Linked DNA regions of Mus musculus: region 2 is linked to region 1. Evidence: chromatin contacts called from public promoter capture Hi-C data. All regions are on one chromosome and are shown on one strand. The core of a region is the stretch at or near the end of the contact, and the rest is flanking DNA. Distances in the headings are between cores, read along the strand shown. Region 1 holds the start of Ms4a10 (membrane-spanning 4-domains, subfamily A, member 10). Region 2 holds the start of Ms4a6b (membrane-spanning 4-domains, subfamily A, member 6B).

The links. Promoter capture Hi-C pulls out the DNA fragments that hold promoters and counts their contacts.
Region 2: a promoter capture Hi-C map of liver shows a contact between it and region 1. A contact is called at or near these places in 2 of 39 promoter capture datasets (liver and pre-B cells) and 1 of 130 datasets of targeted methods (effector CD8 T cells).

What each region holds. Positions count from the first base shown.
Region 1 is chr19:10,970,303-10,977,410 of GRCm38.p6, reverse strand. Ms4a10 (membrane-spanning 4-domains, subfamily A, member 10) reads left to right here and starts at 2,711. Exons shown (of 9, transcript NM_023529.3): 1 at 2,711-2,792.
Region 2 is chr19:11,513,871-11,520,300 of GRCm38.p6, reverse strand. Ms4a6b (membrane-spanning 4-domains, subfamily A, member 6B) reads right to left here and starts at 1,742. Exons shown (of 7, transcript NM_027209.3): 1 at 1,627-1,742.

The DNA of each region.
Region 1 (7,108 bases), core at 1,462-3,961:
TAGCTTCATGCTTTTCCCACTGTTCCTTGATGTCATCTCCCATGATTCCCTTCCAACCTGTTCATATCTTGACTGAGTACTCAGAACCCACAATAACCACAACCAAGTTTATGCTGAGACAGACAGGAATAAGAGATCTCAAAATACCATCTGGGAACAGGCATTTCTGTTTCAGGACAATGAGCAAAGGTTCTGGATAAAAATCTGAGAGAAGAGGGCTGGAGAGATATCTCAGTGGTTAAGAGCACCGATGACTGCTCTTCCGAAGGTCCGAAGTTCAAATCCCAGCAACCACATAGTGGCTCACAACCATCCGTAATGAGATCTGATGCCCTCTTCTGGTGCATCTGAAGACAGTTACAGTGTACTTAGATATAATAATAAATAAATCTTTTTTTAAAAAATCTGAGAGAAAACCTAGTCTAAATAATGGCAGATATTTCTTCAATAATTTCTGTTGGAGAACCCTAGCTTGCCTAACCTCAGAGAGTTCTGTTTTTACATAGGATGAAGCATCGATCTATTATCAAATACCCAAGGATCCTAACTTTAATAAAGGAGAGAGATTTATTTACCTCGCTGTTCTGGAGATTGAAGGTCAAACGTTCACGTACAGTGGTGAGTCTGTCCTCCAGGCAGAGTCTAAAGGTGGCACAAAGCATTGCTCAACAAAAGGCAGGAAAATCATGCATGCGAATCTGATTCTTCTCTGTTTCTGATAAAGTACTAGGATTCATTTATGCCCTCATCCCCATAGCCTTCTAATCCTAATCACACCCCAAGGCTACCTACCCCTCAGTTTTCATCAGGTTGAGTTTCTGACTGATGACAAACAGGGTGGCACTTCAGTGCGAGAACTATAGGGGGCGCTCTCACTACTCCCAGGGGCTCTTACTTAGCTCCCTATTTGGTCATTCCACAGTTGTTGACTATACTTAATAATCAAAGGTGGGTGGGGCAAGGAAACAAATTCTTGGCCTTATTCCCACAATGAGTCAGTTCTGCTCAGAGCAGGTGGGAAGCTTTTTAAAAAGCTCGACTCTTATTTATTTCTTTAAACATCACTAGCTCTGCCTGCTTTTAATCATCACACAAATGAAATTATATAGTATGTGTGTATCTTTGTGTCTGACTCTTTTGACTGAATGAAATGTTAGAGATTTATCTGTAACATCTTATATTTTTATTTTATTATTTTCAATACTATAAACCTTTTGTTTTATTCTATCAGTTTAATTGATTTACCTGTTGATGGATAACCAGGTTAATTCCATTTTGGAGCATCGTCAATAACACTAACTTTAGTGTGTGCACGTGCCTCTGTGTGTGTGCACGTGCCTCTGTGTGTGTACACGTGGTCTCACACACACACACACACACACACACACACACACACACACACACACAGTAAGAAGACTGGAGAGACAGCTCAGCAGTAGTTAAGCGTACTGGCTGCTCTTCCAGAGGACCAAGGTTTGATTCCTCCCGAGCACCCACTTGCCACATGGCAGTTACAATTGTCAGTAGCTCTAGCTCAAAGGGATCTGACACCCTCTTCTGGCCTCTGAGAGTGCCAGGCACGCATGTGGTGCACAGACATGCATACAAACAAAAACAATTATACATATTAAATAATAAAATCGTTTTTTAAAAAAGAAAGAAAAGTAAGATAGAGAATAATACACACAAATAAACCAACATACACATATATACATACAAATTTACCTAACTGCATATGCTGCATACACTTTAATATGTATATTAAATATTAACAATTAAATGTGTATTCTCCGTCTTTAAAAACCAGAGGAAAAAGATAGAAAAAGCACAGTAGTTATCTAGTTCTGCATGAGACAGACTGGACAGCTTGAAGTTACACATTCTCATCTCACCATGTCCATGGTCAAGATCCAAACATGCCTTAGATATAAGTTCTCTGTAAGTCACATGCGCTGCAAGCTTGGTGGTGGCTGGACTTCACTCTCAATCAGGGCTTCCTGTTACTTGTGGTCACGTGACCATACCTTTTAAGACAAACACTACCATGCTTACACAGATGACAATACATCTGTCTGGCTTACCACCAGAGACCAAAGTCAAGCAAGAACTTAGGATGACCATGGCTGGTTTGAGGAGGGACACAAGGCCCAGGGCAGGGTCATTGTAACCACTATTGTGGATACTTTAACTTTCAAAAAATTAAAAGATTCTTTGAGGGGCCAGAAAGGTGTCTCAGAAGCTAAAGTTACTGCACAACCTGACAATATCCGTTCAGACCTCAGCACTGTGGAAAGGTGGAAAGAAGGAATCAATTTCACAAAGTCCTCTGACCTACACACACTCACACAGACACACAGACAGACACACAGACACACATCAATCACACACTCATATCAGCCACCCACATCAACACACACACACACAAATAAAAATTTGAGAATTTTAATAATCAACTCATTCAAATGCTGCCTTCACCAACTTGACAATGAACTGCTCCATGAACTGAAATGTCATCACTGCAACATTAACTGTCTCAGCTGTTAAAGGGAGACATAAGGAAGGAGACTCAGATCTTCACCTGCCCAGGTTTGGAAGCAGATGGTTTTGAAGGATCTAGTCCAGACATGCATCTCTGATTAGCTGGGAGTGTGAGCAAGGGGTGGGTCCCAGAAAGAAAAGAATCCAAAGTCTAAAGCCATAAAGATGTTCTGATTTCCACCTCTGGCTCTGTGCTGAGGCAGCTCTGGATGGTCAGGCACAGCTGAAGCCTACAACAGAGTTCCCGGGGCCAGGTGAGTACCCCCTCTCCACAGCAGAAACAAACAAGGGAGGGTCATCAGGGCCTCAAGTGGGGTTCAGTCTTAACACAAGAGATCAGCCTCTTGTGCTCGTCAGTCAGTAGCTGCAAGCTGGTGGTGAGTGGCTGAAACTTGACCCCCCCAGAAGTGAACAGGAACTGTTTATCAAGCAATGTCCACAACAGCTGGAGAACAAATGTTCCATGCTATGAAGTCCTGGGAAGTGGGGTTACTACGGGCCTCTCTCCAGGAAGGAGTCTGCTACCAGGAGCCCAGCCCACTACCCAGGATCAGTTGGTGATTCTGAGAGCTAAGAGGAATGACACCCCGTCCCTTCTAACCCTGGAACCTTGAGCACACAGAGAGACAGATTTGAAAAAGCAAAGCAAGGAAGACACTTGGGAAATTCCACCCTCTTTTTCCCATATCTTCCCTTTACACCAAGTGCCCAGCCCTGAGACCTCGAGAAAGTTTACTTTGCAAATGCCAGGGCCCCTTCTGACCTAACATAACTGAAAACCCAATCTTCTAAGGGTGGCTGCCAGCAGCCACTCTGTCACACTGACTCCATACCTCTCGGTACCTGCCTTTCTCTGCCTAACATGCCCATACATACATCTACATATATGTACATATATGTGCACATATTATATACACATACACACGTATGTGTAAACACACACTACACTACCCTCTCTGCTCTCTTGACTTCTTCTGCACTGTCTGCTTAGGGTCACATTCCCATCAAGATTTTCTCAACCTTCTAACCCAGACCTCCCATGGACAGATCTTATCCATTCTAGACATTCCCTGGCAACCAGCTCATTGCTCTGCAGACAAAATCCTGAAGGGCAGTCCTGTGTGCTCCCAGATAACTGTCTCCACACACTCTCCTCGACACAACCTTCCCAGCTATCAGGATCCCATAGCTGATTTCCTCCTTGCTCTGAGCAGGAGTCAGATAGAAGCAATGAACTCCCCATCCTGGAGATTAGAATGGGACCTCTCTTAACAGAAAACCAGACAGAGGTCAGGTGAGATTCAGGCTGTAGGGCAGGTATCATTGGCTTTTATTACTAAATTCTAACCTCTGGCCCTGGCCCAATTAATCTTTGCAGCCCACCCTCAGGCAAGCACTAGTGTTCCTGTGTATCCATAGAAACAGACTTAGACACTGAGATGCAGGAGCAGAGCCAGGGCTAGGCCTGGCCTGTCTGCTTGGAAGATTCATGTTCTGGCCCACTAAAAGGTTACAGAATCCTCCTAGCTCTGTCTCTGCCTCCCACAGGCTAAGGAAACGGGAGAGATTTGCAGAAAGTCTGAGGCTGAGTATAAATCACCAAGACCCTACGGTTCCTTAAGACACCAGACAGCTGGGTCTGTGGCTCCTCTAGCTGAGGAGCCTGGGAGAGAAGACCAAAAAATTCTCCCTCTGCCCCTCCCATCCTGCCAGTCTACCTTCACCCCAGGGCAGTCTGCCCAGTCCTGAAGATAAGGTGGGCAAGGTAACAGGGCACAAGCATTCTATGGGTTTATTACTAAAAGATGGACTCCAGGGAAAACCTAAGCCCAGGAGAGGAAGTTTGAGGAGGGAGAAAGACTGCACTATTGAGGAGGCTAGCCACCTGGTGTAGTGGTTTGAATAAGAATGGGCCTCGATAGCTTCATACATTTGAATGCTTAGTCACCAGAGAGTGACTAACAAAAGCCAATGATACTATTTGAAAGGATTAGAAGGATTAGGAGGTGTAGTTTTGTTGGAGGAAGAGTGTCCCTGGAGGTGGACTTTGAGGTTTCAAAAGCCCATTCCAGGTCTAGCCCCACCCCCACTCAGCCTCCGTAAAGCTCTCAGCTCTTTCACCAGAGTCACGCCAGCTGACATGCTCCCTGCTGTGATGATAATGAACTAAAACTCTGAAACTGTAAGCAAAAGCAAGCCCCCAATCAAATGCTTTTGTTTATAAGTTACCTTGGTCATGGTGCCTCTTCCCCTCTTCATGGTAATTAAGATAGAAGTTGGTACCAGGCCTAACCATGCTGTTTGCTGAAGAAATATGGAAGACTTGGAGACTTTAAATTCTTAAAATGTTTTGTTGAACACTTTAAGTGGGGTTTAATGGGAACTAACACACTTACTAACAGAAGCATGGAAGACAGAGGTACTGAAAGCAATGTAGATTATGACAGCCTGGCTCAAGAGATTTCAGAAAGGAAGATTAGTAGTAAGTGGCCTAGAAACTGTTCATGTGGTATTTGGTGAAGAAGGTGACTGCTTTCTGCCCTTGTCCTAAAATTCTGTCTGGGGTTAAATTGAAGGGTTTTGGATTAATGGTGTTAAAATGGATGATTTCAAGACAGCCTAGTATTGGCTATGTCATGTGGTTATTAGTAGTCACTCTTGTGCAGGTATACAATGAAAAGGAGTAAGTTTGACAAAAAGAAATATAAAATGTAAACTATGAAAAGAAAATGAGTATTAGGCTAGGTGGTGTCGGAGCCAAGTCCAGTGCTCAAGAAGATAAAAAGTTTAAAGAAAAACCTGATATTAAATAGAATAGAGGAGTAGTGACCTCAGGGCTAGACCCTACCCAGCTAAGCGTCCAACCTGTGAAAAGGAATTAGAGAAAAGTTTAAGTAGTGAAGGAAACCAACAACAACAGAAAGCTCATGAAAATGTAATTGAGCAAGGGGGCTAAGTTCCCCCTCCACCAAACAGCAGAACTTGGCAGCTCTGGCCACATGACTCTGGTTTTAGAGGGAAGAATACAAGAAGGGGGACTGTGAAATCTTCCTCCATGGCCCAAAGAAGCCACTTGAGGACAAGCATGTGTCAGTGTTGTCTCTGCATGGAGGCCCAACGCCACCATAGAGTGAAGCTGTGATGGCGACGCTTAGATTTTACTGGAGAGTGCAAAATGAGGATACCTGCCAAGGAGAGTTGCAGACTAGGTGTGGAACCATCCCAAGAGAGAGAAATGTGTTGCAGTCAAAGGTAAAAGGAGTTGGAGATCACAGGAGCACTTTGGCATCAGGTGTGGAGATGCAGAGTTTGGCGTTTGCCCTGCTCATTTTCAGTCTCAGTTTGGTCCATTACTTCCTCACTAAGCTCCCTTTACTCCCTTTTGGAATGCTAATATAGATTTTGTGTCATCGTACACTGGAAGTATGTGAACTGTGTTTTGATTTTATCTTGTAGGAGGTTACAGTTAAGAAATTGCCATGAGTCTCAGAAGAGATCTTGAACTTAGGACTTTTAAACCATGTTAAGACTGAAAGCTGACGGGGACTTTTGAAGTAGAAGTCGGACTAAATAAATTTTGCATTATGATATGGCTATAAGCCTATGTTGGCCAATGTGGTGGTTTGATTAAGAATCCACCTCCCACCCCCACCCCCACCCCACTCCTATAGGCTCCTATATTTGAATGTTTAGTCACCAAGGAGTGGCCCTGTTTGAAAGGATTAGAAGGATTAGGAGGTTTGAACTTGATGGAGAAAGAGTGTCAGTGGGGGTGGGCTTTGAGGTTTCAAAAGTCCATGCCAGACCCATCCCTCCCCCCCACCCCAAAGCTGTCAGCTCCTTCACCAGGGCCATGTATGGCAGCATGGTGACATGCTCCCTGCCATGACAATAATGAACTAAACCTCTGAAACAGTAGGAAAGCCCCTAATTAAATGGTTTTGTTGATAAGAGTTACCTTAGTATTGGTATCTCTTCACAGCAATAGAATAGTGACTAAGACACCAGGTTGCAAACTAAGGTCTCAAGTTCATGTCTGGGGAAGTGGGAGATTTCACAAGAGAGACTGATTGGGAGCACTGTGTAAAAGTTAGAAGGCTGTGTTTTTCAGAACAGTAACTGATCTTCTAGTTGTGTGGTCCTTATCTTGAGGACATGGCTCAGTCAGCAGCCTGTGTTTTGCAGAACAGTAATGACAACTTCCTGTTTGTCAGGTCCTTATCTTAAGGACATGACTCTGGAACAAGAGCGAAGGCTAGAGCCAGGCAATGGAAATCGGGAAAAAAAAAAATGACAGGACAGAGTCACCATAGTTAGCAGCAAGATAAAGTCACCATTGGCTACAGCAAGAGAGAGTCACTGTTGGCAATGGCCTACTGCCATTACACTCTTGATTTTGGGACGTGGCAAGGGACTTTATAACCCACACCCTTTTCCCTCTGGTGTCTAAGGTCTGCCCCCTCAGGCCCCACCCCCTTAAGAGTATACAAAGTTCCTTTTAGCATGATTCCATTCCAATTTCAAGTTGGAAATAAGCCTTGAGATCAGAGCCCAATCCCAAGCCCCACTA
Region 2 (6,430 bases), core at 493-2,992, 540 kb before region 1:
GTGTGATAAAATACTGTGCCCATTGTAGTGGTTTGGTTTAGTTTTGGTTCTGTTTGCTTGGTTGATTTACATTTCATTCTCCTTTTTTGTTGTTTTTGCTAATGTGTGTGTGTGAGAGAGAGAGACAGAGACAGAGAGAGACAGAGAGAGACAGAGAGACAGAGAGACAGAGACAGAGACAGAGAGACAGAGAGACAGAGACAGAGACAGAGACAGAGACAGAGAGACAGTGACAGAGAGAGTCAGACAGAGACAGAGAGAGAGAGACAGAGAGACAGAGACAGAGACAGAGACAGAGAGAGAGAGAGAAGATGCAAAGTTGGATAGTGTTGGATAGTTTGAGAGGATCTAGGAAAAGAAATGGGAAGGAAAAGCATGATCAGAGTACACAGCACATGAATTTTCAGTAAGTCATTAAGTGCCTTGGCTTTGAACATAAAATAACAACAAACAAAACAAACCATGCTTCCCAGTTCTGCCCCCACCTCCCAGACTGTGCACCTTTGGGCATCCTTGACCTGTCCTTTGGCAGAAGAAACTGCTGGTACAGAGAAATGTAAAACCATCACATCTCAGATTTAGGAGTTATTTTTTTCAAAATGTTAAACACACCACAATGATTTTAGATAATAAACACCTCATAGGAAGGGAAATCCTGGATCCCCACAGGTTTCTGTTTCTATGCCCAAATGTTTACACAAAATTTGTCAGATGTAGCTCTGGCTCTTTCCCAATTTCACCTAGAACAAGTGCATTGTCTTTATTCAATGACTTGCACTGTCCGGCTGCTTTGCTATCCATGAGGTACTAAAGTCAGCCTTCAGTGCTTTCCAATCCATGCTATGTACCACTCAAAACGTGCAACCCTATGCATCTGTTTCGTGTGTCTAATAGTGCCAATTTTAGGATTAGCACCTCACATTTTATCATATTTTAGTAGACATAATCTAGTGTTTTTATTCTTGAAAACAATCCTTTACATTAATTAATAAAATCACAATCAGTAACAAATTCAGAATCAAAACTTTGATGTATATGAGGAAGTAATGATGCTTTGCACAGCAACATCAAATAAATGCTAAATAAACAGGCAAAGTTCTCATTACTGACCAGTTGCCTACACACAGTTGTGTGTGGCGGCACAGCTGTCTCTGACTCTGGTTCTCTCCTTATTTTCCCACCTGCCAGGGGCAGCCTGTGTTTAAGTCTCTTCAGTGTGAAGAAGCAGCTGAATGCACCCATATGAGAAGTCCTGGAGTCCTAAGCTTTTTTCAAGTTTTGTCATGATACTGACAATCATGCCCTTGTTAGGTGGAAGGACCATGTTCCCTGGGGAATCGGTTTCTGAGCTCATCTTGGCTCCCTTCTGTTCTCTGTGCTATTCTCAGCCCTTAGGCTGCCTAATCAGTGAATGACCTGAGAGTTCTGCTCCTTATGTCAGTGATCACCAAGATTATGCAGCTAAAATGGCCAGGACAGAGGTAAGCCAGATGCCCTGTGCCTTTGCCCATTTAATTCTAAAGAGCCCCCGTGTCTCCATTGCTTTCATGAGCATCAGCAAGTTCTTGTAACTCAGTCCCAGAAACAGAGTGCTACACAGAGGGAAGTCCCTTCAGGGTTGCCTACCTGAGCCTGTGTGCCTTGTCACCCAGTCACTTCCAGCCGAGCTCTCAGGAACCCGAAGAGCCTTAACTCTGGGTTCTCTCAGGCTGATCCTTGGTTCCTTCTTGTGAACTTGTAACTGTCTCCAGCCCTTCCTTCTTCTGTGTTCACTGCACAGGAAGTGGTGCTTAACAGGTTGAGGACTGTTATTGTGCCTGTACTTCCTATATCAGAAAGTCCCAGTAACTTCAGAAAAATTACTAATTGAACCAGTTTTGATAGAGTGAGGGGTGAGGTAGTGAGTTGCAACACCCACTAGCTGCATGCAATGCCCAAGTTCACTTTCTTGAACTTTAGTTGTTTATGAGTTAAACAAAGAACAGCAACATGCTGGGAAAACCTATTAAGATGAGAGAAAGTTTTTGGAGGGGAAACTAGGAAAGGGGATAACATTTGAAAAACAAATAAAGAAAATATCTAATCAAAAAAGGGAAAAAAGATGAAAGTTTTTCTTAAAGACCTGTCTTCCTTCTAACTACTATTTAATGAACTTTCTTGATTACTAATGATATTGCAAGTCATAGTAGTATTGATGAATAAAACATTTCACAATGCAGAGTAAAGTATGATAATAGTAATCATGACCTTGGATTTTGATATATTACTTTATTATAGGCTAATACATTACTGAGCACACTGTAATGTATAATCAATTGTAACAATTGATCATTTTACAGTATTTTTGGTACTTTGTTATTCATACTTTTTCCCCCAGTAACTCTTCAGCCTCTGGGGAAAAAAACCCCTGCACACAGGATTTCAGCACTCGCTGGTTAATTGATACTCCCTTTAGAGCCTTCCTCATCTCTTCTAACCTTCTTCTAGACCACTGGACTTCTCTAACAGGAGATGTGTCCAGGGAGTTACTGGACACTTCTAGAAAAGTAATAGATCAGGAGAGGAGCAAGCAGAGAAGTTTCAACACACCAGGAATGACTTCAACAATCCTGCACTCCAGACACAGTCATGAAGACATGTGTCCCTGTGGCTTTCAGGCCCTTGGGTAGGCACAATTCAGAAGCTGACTTTGACATAATTAACTTCACAGGGGAACTAGAGCCAGCTGCAGCAACTGGACAGCTACACGCTGACAACTTCCTTCCTTCTTTCCTTGGAGTCAGCCAAAAAGAACCTAGGGAGACAGTGTGAGCCACTGTCACATCAGAGGGTTGTGGTGTGGTAATTCCCTGCAGGTTTCACAGCAGGCAGGAAAAACAAAACAACAACAGCAACAACAAAACAATTTAGGAAGAGATGAATAAAACTCAGCTCAGCCCCATTTTGTTGTAACTGGTGCTGGTCTAGCCTAGATTGTTTTACTTTAGCCATAGTGAAGCACAGCACAATTTTGGAACAAAAGGTTTTCAGATAGCAATGAACTCAGGCCCAAGCTCACAACAATGTAATGTTACATTGAGGTCCTTTACAAAGCACACCTGGCTTTTTTTTTTTTTTCCACAAGAACGGGTACTGTTGACTAAGAGATAGTGCCCAAGACTTAGGCTCTAGGGAGCTTGACTGAGGGATAAGTGATGCCTGTGGGTTTCAGCATTGCCTCGCCCTAAGATAACATCAGCCTCCTGTGGTAAAGGCTGTGGTAAGGTACAGGTAACGTCCCTCATGAGGGCGGGGTTTATGGTCTAAAAGCAGTGCTCACAGTTTAAGGTAAGAGTCTGCAATGATAAGTAAAAACAAATTCTGGGAGATATGGGCAGAGCCTGTTTCATCAAAGAGCAAAGGTTGTAAACCCACATCATTCCTGGCATTCCCTGAAGAACTGCTATTCATCCCATTCCAAAGAAGACATAAGCCACCTGTTTAATAATCCTGGCTCTCCAGTGCTTCTCAGAGTGTACAAGGCCCCTTTGTTCTTTACTGTTGTGAGTTCTACAGTTCCCGTGTGAACTGTTGGCTGAAGACATAAGCTAAGACATATTATTCTATCATCTGGAAGTCACCTTTTTCAGCAAGGCCAGAACATCACAGAAAGAAAGCCCTACTTCAATTCTGGAGAAGACCAAGAGACTGTCTTCTCTAAGAAATCTGTCCCAAACAACTGGAGAAGGGGTTATGCCAAAAGCTGTTGCCTGTACCTGGAATAAGTTCTTCTAGGTGGGTTGTCTTGTGTGGCCTCAGTAGGTAAGGAAGCTTCATAGGGACTTAAAGTGCCAGGGTGGGAGGATACACTCAGAGGAGAAGGGGAGGGGAAATGGAGAAAGGGATGTAGGAGGGGAGGGTGCCAAGGAGGAGGGCTTTGAGCAGGATGTAAAATGGATAACTTAAAAAACAAATCTAGTGTTTCTTCTCCTTTTCCAGGATGCCTACTGTCACTGTTCCCTTCACATTGTGCCCTGTGCCCTCATCACTGTCCCAGAACCTAGTGAATTAGTGAGGTACAGCTGCTCTTCTGAGCTTTGGCCATGGTGAAGGGTAGCCTCTTGAGGGCAAGCATACCCACTTTTGTCTGCAGGAGAATTTGCTAATAAATTAGTTGAATCTGTCAACCTGACATCCCCTCACCAGTCTGATCTTCATTTCATGCTCGTACAATTTGAAGTGTGTGTAAAGACATTTAATAGGGTCCATGAGACAGTGCTTGTAAGACTATCACAAAGTCCTACACAGTGGACATAAGAGTGTTGGTTTCGCCAAGTTCCCCCTTACCTTCCCCAGCCATCCACCCTCAGGATCAATCAGTCTCTCCTCTTCTCCCAAACCTAGGGCTTTTGCGCTTTATTTGAAATCGGGACATCTGCAGCCTGAGCAAAATGTTGCTCTTCCCCGTCTGACCTTATTTCCATTCTGCTGTTACATTCTTGGTGGTCTCCAGAGTCTGAGCCCTGCTCCTTAACCTGAAGATGAAAACTAACTAACAATAATACACTATGATTAGTCATCTAGGACCTTATATTTTAATCTCTCAACACTTTTGCAAATGTTCTGGTCCTCAGCCCACACCCTCTGGGAAATGCCTGCTCAGTTTGCATTCATTTAGACTTGCCATTTTCTCTTCTCTTTCCCAAGCCAACGTGGTTAATTATTTTCTCCTTGTTTAACTTTTCTCTACTATCGGCTCCTGCTGCCTGATGTAATATGCTTTTCTGACTAATTGTTAGGCTTTCTACTTTGATCCTTACTTTCCCCTTTTAAGTGTAGGCATGTGGAGTTTGACTGCCTTAGTTCTATCGCAAAATAATTCTTCTGGTATCTTTACCTTCCTAATTTAATCACTCTTATAATCATCTCTGAACAAAAGTCTAAAACTAACATTCAACATTACATCTGTTTCTTCTAACTCTTCTACCACCAGACTTCTACATTACTGCTTCCCTCCCTCACAATGTTATTCATTCACTTTTATTAAAGACTCAAGCACTCAATATATCAAACTGCTGTTTGTTTAACTATCCTTTAAGGTGTTAACAGTTTGAACCAATTTCTCCTTTGGTCCTTTGATGTAGGATCTCCTGAAGCCCAGGCTAGCCTCTAACTCACTATGTAACAGAGGCTGGCCTTGTGCTGAGATTCTAGGCATACATGGCAATCTCTACCAATTTTTGGTAGATATTTACCTACATGTGTTATACACGATCATTTCTTGTCATTCCCATCGATTACCTTCCAGCCCAAGTCTTCAGTTTATTCTTCATTCATCACATGTGTCTTACTAAAGGATGCTCACAGTGTCCCTGATTTTACCTATCCATCTCACTAGACTGAATGATTTAATAATGTTCTCTATTACCTACTACTCACCAGTAGGTAAACACCACTGAGCAATACCTGTGCTAGTGAATGCACTCATAAATCAGATGATATCCATTTTTTCATAAAGCTTTATGTCTTTGAGAAACCTATTATGATTGAGGGTACACATATTCTGCCTAGAAAATTATAGGCCATATAGTATATATAAATTATTATATATAAAATTATACATATAATTAAATCTCTCTCTCTCTATATATATATCAGAAAGACAGATAAGCAGAGAGACAGACACACTCAGAGACACACAGGTAGAGTGAGAGCGAGCGAGCAAGCAAGCGAGGGGGAGAGAGAGAGAGAGGGAGAGAGAGAGAGTTGTACATGGTGACTATATTATCTAAGTTTGGTTCAATTCTTGGTATACTTCCTCCTTTTTATTTTCTTTTAGTTGTGTGTGTGTGTGTGTGTGTGTGTGTGTGTGTGTGTGTAAACATTCAATAAAAGCCCACTTCTATTTCCATGACTTTCCAGAAAGGATGAGTATAAGATTGTGACACAAAACAAGAAAATAGGAGTAGATTCTGGAACTACTTAGAAACATTTTTTGAGACATATCTTCTCTGGCTTGTGTGTGAAACTTCTAAATTAAATCAGTTCACTGTTTATCCTCTAGACTTAGCATCCTCAGTGATTCCCGTCTACTGCAGAACCACAGTCACTCCTGTAGGGAGATATCAGGACTCCAAAAGGACATAAAAGCTGTGATATCTCCTGTCAGCTCTCTGTGTTACATGATCAGAAAACAGTCTCCTAGACTGCCTTGCTATTGGCTAAGCATCTTGTCCTCTAGAGAGAAGGTCAGAATTTTGTTTTCCTCAAGTGTGCTTCCAGAGGAAGAGTGCAGAGGATAAGAAAACTGAATAAACTCTTTACAGATTTAGGAAATGCATACTTAGAGCTACTGTAAAAATAATGCTCTCCTTTCTCCTACGACCTTTTCTATTATTCTATTCTCTTGATAAGGGGAGAAGTAAAAACAAACAAACAAACAAACAAAAAT